Regions from separate parts of the Gossypium arboreum genome. Here region 1 is linked to region 2. Evidence: chromatin contacts called from public Hi-C data. All regions are on one chromosome and are shown on one strand. The core of a region is the stretch at or near the end of the contact, and the rest is flanking DNA. Distances in the headings are between cores, read along the strand shown. Region 1 holds the start of LOC108489301 (serine/threonine-protein kinase STY46-like). Region 2 holds the start of LOC108462104 (G-type lectin S-receptor-like serine/threonine-protein kinase LECRK2).

Region 1 (2,838 bases), core at 158-2,657, 230 kb after region 2:
AATACTCTTTGATAAGTACTTCTTTCCAGTTCCCTCATAGACATACATAGGGGTGAACTGCACGCCAAAGATTTGGATTGGCATTACAATATCAACTATTAAACACTAAAGGGCAATTGTTCCCTGCACCTATGTCCTTCTGAAAAATTCTTTTCTTCCTAAACTTCTGTACCACAAACCCTGCATATATGTGCAATTCTCCAAAGATTTGGTTCCTAGAAACTTTTCTTTAATGATTATTGACAAGTAAGTTACAAACACAATTTACTTATTTTTCTTGCAACACCTACTTTTTTTTTCTGAAAAATAATAAACCTTACTACCTTTTCCTAAATTCAGCTTCTATGACTTTGCTTGAATCCCATTCTAAGCCTACATATGAACTAGTAGTTGAAAAGAAAATCATATATCTCGAACTTTCCCTGTTTCAGTAACCGTATCTTGAATGCAACAAAAAGGTACTAAAATCGGAAGTTCTTCTTAATCCCTAAACATTTGCTATTAAAACAAAAGGCAAAGAAGTATACCTCCAAGAAGCGGATATGATAAACTGGCCGCCTCTCCGGATCCTTGGCCAATGCAAGCAGCTTGTGATGTAACAAAACATCTTCCACTCTATCCATATTAACATCAAGTCCATAGCTGAATCCGACAAGCAAACAACTTCATCAGCTTCAAAATATCCAAGTACACAAAAATACGTATAAAAATAGTTATACAAGCGCAAATTATTGGTTTAAGAAATAGATTTTACCTAGCAGGCAAGCGATTGAAGTGAGAATCTAAAAAGTCGCGAAAGTCAGGATTAGAAATAGCTTGTTCGTGGCCAGATTCGACTAAGCGATTGAAAACGTCGTTTCTGACATCGTAGCTGTTGAAGCTGCCAAAGCTTCTCGGCGGCGATGAGCTCTCTCCGACACCTTCAGTCAAATCCATCAACAACGAAACCTACTCCTTCGTGTTCTTCGTTGTTTCTATTTAGGCATCGCATGAGGTCAGAAATTACAGTGGTTTTTTGGTTGTTGATCAAAGTGAAGGATCTTTGACTGGTGATGGAATTTGAGAGGACCAAAATGGAGGGAGATGATTGTGGTTTCAAGGGAATACAGAGGGTAAATTTGGAAGTTCACATTAAAGTGTAGCAGAGAAGGAACAGGTGAAGGCGAATGTTCATGTAAGGGTGTTGGCCAAACAGTGAGAGAGACTTCGTTTTCTTTTTTCCATTTTCGTCCTTAAAATAAAATATTAGGACTTAGGAGATTAGTCAGTGGATAGAGTTCGCCAATTCTTTGGATTAAAATATGTTTCCCAAGTACAGAAATGACCTTGAGGAGTACAGAGAATTACGAGAATGACATTTTCGTAAGCAGAAAAAGGGTGAGAAAAACAAAAAAAAAAAAAAAGGAAAAATGCGAGATTCGTGCGTCGTGGTGGTGGCATTATTATTACTTACACGCGTTTTTTGAGTAATTATTCCGACAAGACATATATTATATGCGATTTTGTCTAAAATGAAACATCTTTCACTTTTTTAATTCAATATTCAATACTTTTCAAATTAAGCTTAATTTTTAACTAATTTAATATTTTTCCTTGAAACACTTACCGTAATTACTTAAAAGGGTAAACTCTAAAATACTTACCCCAACATATTTTTATTAATATTATATTTTAATCACTAATACCATCAAATTTTAATATTTTAATCATTCTTCTATTAAATTATTAATTGTGGCTTTTTAATTAATATAATAATAATTTTAATTCTCCAATATTTATAAATTTTATCAATTTAGTTTTAATTCTAAAAATTTAATAAATTTCGCTCTTAACTTTACACATTCTATCAATATAATTTTACTTTTTAAAAATTTTAAAAAAACTATTTAAAAAATAAATATATATATATTTAAAAGTTCATTTTGAGATTAAAATACATAAGATTTTATAAAATGCATACAAAATTATAAATAAATATTCATTTTCTCTTTTTCAATATGATTTATTTATTGAATTAGTAATTTTATAAATAAACTATATTTTCAAAAAAAAAAGCCCCACAAGCAAAACTTAAATTAGATTCAAATTTTTTCATTTTTTAGTTTATTTTTAAATAATAATTTTTATTATATATTTTGCCTTTTCCTTAGTCCTCATCAAATTTTTCGAGTGTTGGACATTGCCTACACCCACAATCACCTGCACCAATAATTATTACTTCAAACTCCTTGACTTTCATCCTCCATCATCACGCCATCAAATTAGGAATTGGTTGTGGAGTTGCCAGCGTAGCCTTCCACCTATTGGATCTCCAAAAACTCATCCTCACACATGTATCTCTAATTATGCCCGCGCTCTATTGCAACCTCAAACTCAAACACAAACACAACAAAAACCATTCTGGGAACAAACTAAAGACATTGATCCTAATCTTTTTCGACCTTAGGTTGTAGTTTTTTATTTAAGCTAAACATGGCGGTCGTTAATGTTGAAAAAAAGGAAATTTTGGATCTGCATAAGTTTTCTTCATGGCTTTTTCCCTCTTGAATTATTTTGTTTATAAGATTATTATTTTATTTATAAAATCATTATTTTATTAAATAAATTTCATGTTAGAAAATGAGAAAATATATATTCATTTATTTATAAATTTTATAATTTTGTATATATTTTACAAAATCTTACGTATTTTAATTGAAAAATAAACTTTTAAAATTTTTAAAAAATTAATTTTAATTTTTAAGAATCAAGACTAAATTGATAAATGTGTAAAGTTGAGAGCTAAATTTTTAGATTTAGGACTCAATTGATACAATTTGTAAACATTGAATGGTTAAA
Region 2 (2,723 bases), core at 2-2,501:
TTTTTATAAAATACTTAAACAGCATACAATCCCAAACTTTTAAAACAAAAACATTATGTTGTGTAATTATTACAATAATAATATATTACTCACATTCTCTTGATAATATAATTTTTTTTTGATACTTTTGCTTAATTTTACCTAAACAAAATGAAAAATTAATATAAATTAAAGAATGAAATTGTCTGGTATTATAAAACTCTAAGCCACCCGCCATTTAAAATTTAAGAAAATAAGAATTCTAAGTTTCTTTGGGTCAATAATAAGAATTCTTTTCAAGGATAAGAACAGATCTAAAGATGGAATTCAATCCTGTTCACTTTCACTAAATTCACATCAAGTTTGAACCAAACCATCATTAAAAAAATGGTTTGGGTTAATTACATTACGCTTATCAAACTAAATCTTAAACTTTTAAATATTTTAATTAAATCTTCAAATTATCAATATCGTATAATTAGTCTAACATCAGTTTCGTGTTAAATACATGCTTATATATGAAGTGGAACCATATATAAATCATATATACATATATGTAATATCATTTTATAGAAACGTGAATTTAATATGTTAAAAGACAACTAAAAAGGACTATTTATTTCTTTAACATACTTTATAGTTAACTTTTATAACGGCTAGGCTAAAAGAAAAAACTGATTGATACCGTATTAATGCTTTTAGGATTCAATTAAAACGTTTTAAGAGCTAATTTAAAACATATGCCATAGTTTGGAGACGTTTGCTGTTATTAACCCAAAAAGTTTTTGAGTCAAAACGCATGGTCATGCATCGCAGCCTTCCAAAAGGAAAACCTACCGAAAACCATGAAGTCTGCTTTGGCTGTTGTATAATTTTCTTTTTTGTATTAAGGTTTGAACTATTCAAAGGCTTGGTATAGGAGAAATGAAAGTAACATTCTAAAGACTGAATCATTTGGATCCAACGAGGAAAGGAATTTGATATTTTTTTTAAGTAAAGATCTGAATAAAGAATTTTGATTTATAAAAAGCATTGGAAAGGAAAGTCAACAAGCCAATGGCTGCTGAATCAAGATTTGTAAACTATTTTCTTCCCTCAAGACCCGGTTTCAATTCAGAAAACATCATGTTCCATGAAAACTGAAGGGCCCAGAATAGTGACTTATTTTTCTGTGGAATCTTCAACCTAATTTCCAACTCAACTTAACCAGGCCTTCAAAAATGGCTAAAACCTATTCATAAAGAGACAAACTAAAGTCCCAAACTTCCAAAAATGGCTCTCCTCTTTTCTCTCTTTCTTTTAATAACAACTTGCATAATCTTCACATCACAAGCTCAAACAACAGTTTCCAACATTTCTTTAGCTTCTTCTCTTTCGCCAACCGGTGATTCACATTGGTTATCAGAGTCTGGTCAGTTCGCCTTTGGTTTTTATCCTTATGGAAATGGCTTCGCTATAGGCATATGGTTTCAAAACATTCAGCCGAGAACCATCGTATGGACGGCAAACCGAGATGAAACGCCGTTTTCGAGCCATGCCACGTTGCTTTTCAACACGGAAGGTAGGCTTGTTGTGCAAGAGAATCAAGGACGGGAGATAAGCATCATTGGAAATGCGAGTTTTGCTTCCTCAGCTTCCATGCTTGACACTGGCAACTTTGTGCTGTTTAATTCAAGTTCAGAGATCATATGGCAGAGTTTTGATTACCCAACAGACACCATTTTGCCCGGTCAGCGGCTTTCCCCCGGTCACCGGCTGGTTTCCGATGTATCCGAAGCGAATCATACGAGTGGCAAGTTTCAAATCGTGATGCAGCCAGATGGGAACCTGGTGCAATATCCAATGGGTGCAGTAAAACATAATACTGCTTACTGGAGTGCTGGAACATTTACTGCGGGAGATAATGTGACCATGAATCTTGACAATAATGGTCATCTTTACCTCCTGAATGCTACCGGATTCATTATAAAAAACTTTACCGAGACCGTTAGCGTCTCTCGTGACCCCATCCACCGAGCAAGTATCGATGCGGAAGGTATATTTCGAGTGTATTCACATAGTTCTAACCAATCTGGTAATTGGTCCATCCGATGGTCATCCACTGAGAATAGGTGTGATCCCTATGGCTTGTGCGGTGTGAATAGTTACTGTACTTTGATGGATAGGAATCCTATATGCAAATGTCTCCCTGGGTTCGATTTCATCGACCCGGACTGGACTGACTCAGGATGCAGAAGAAATTATTCAGAAGATGCCTGCATCAGAAAGGATCAAAACTTAGATGTTCAAGATATGAACAGTTTGTCTTGGGAAGAAGATCCTTATGCTACGTTCGAATCAATATCCAAAGACGATTGCAGAGAAGAATGTAGAAGAGATTGTAACTGTGAAGTTGCCATATATAAAAACTTAAAGCAAGTTTGCCACAAGTTGAAACTACCATTAAGATTCGGGAGAAGAGGAACAGGAGGCAGAGTGACAACGTTCGTGAAAATGGTAACCGGTTTTCAGACAATACACGAAGGCCGAGTTAAAAAGAGTAAACTCCGAATGGACTTTTTCATTACCGGAATTGCATCTTTGACGGTCGCGTTTCTCGTTTTAGCGCTCTCCGGTGTTATTATATACCGGCATCGGATTCAACAGTACAAAAGGATTTCTGACCAAAGAGATGCTAGATTTGTGGAGGATGTCACATTGAAATCGTTCACATATGAAGAGCTAAAGAGTGCAACTAACAATTT

The links. Hi-C and Micro-C count contacts between places; a contact is called where the count stands out from the background.
Region 1: a contact with region 2 is called in a Hi-C map of leaf, with 2.3 times the contacts expected there. The contact joins the promoter of LOC108489301 here to the promoter of LOC108462104 in region 2. A contact is called at or near these places in 3 of 5 Hi-C or Micro-C datasets (all in leaf).

What each region holds. Positions count from the first base shown.
Region 1 is chr3:127,007,169-127,010,006 of ASM2569848v2, forward strand. It overlaps LOC108489301 (serine/threonine-protein kinase STY46-like), which reads right to left and starts at 1,408. Exons shown (of 16, transcript XM_017793745.2): 1 at 755-1,408; 2 at 528-642. The coding sequence starts at 936.
Region 2 is chr3:126,778,166-126,780,888 of ASM2569848v2, forward strand. LOC108462104 (G-type lectin S-receptor-like serine/threonine-protein kinase LECRK2) reads left to right here and starts at 1,252. Exons shown (of 1, transcript XM_017762099.1): 1 at 1,252-2,723. The coding sequence starts at 1,252.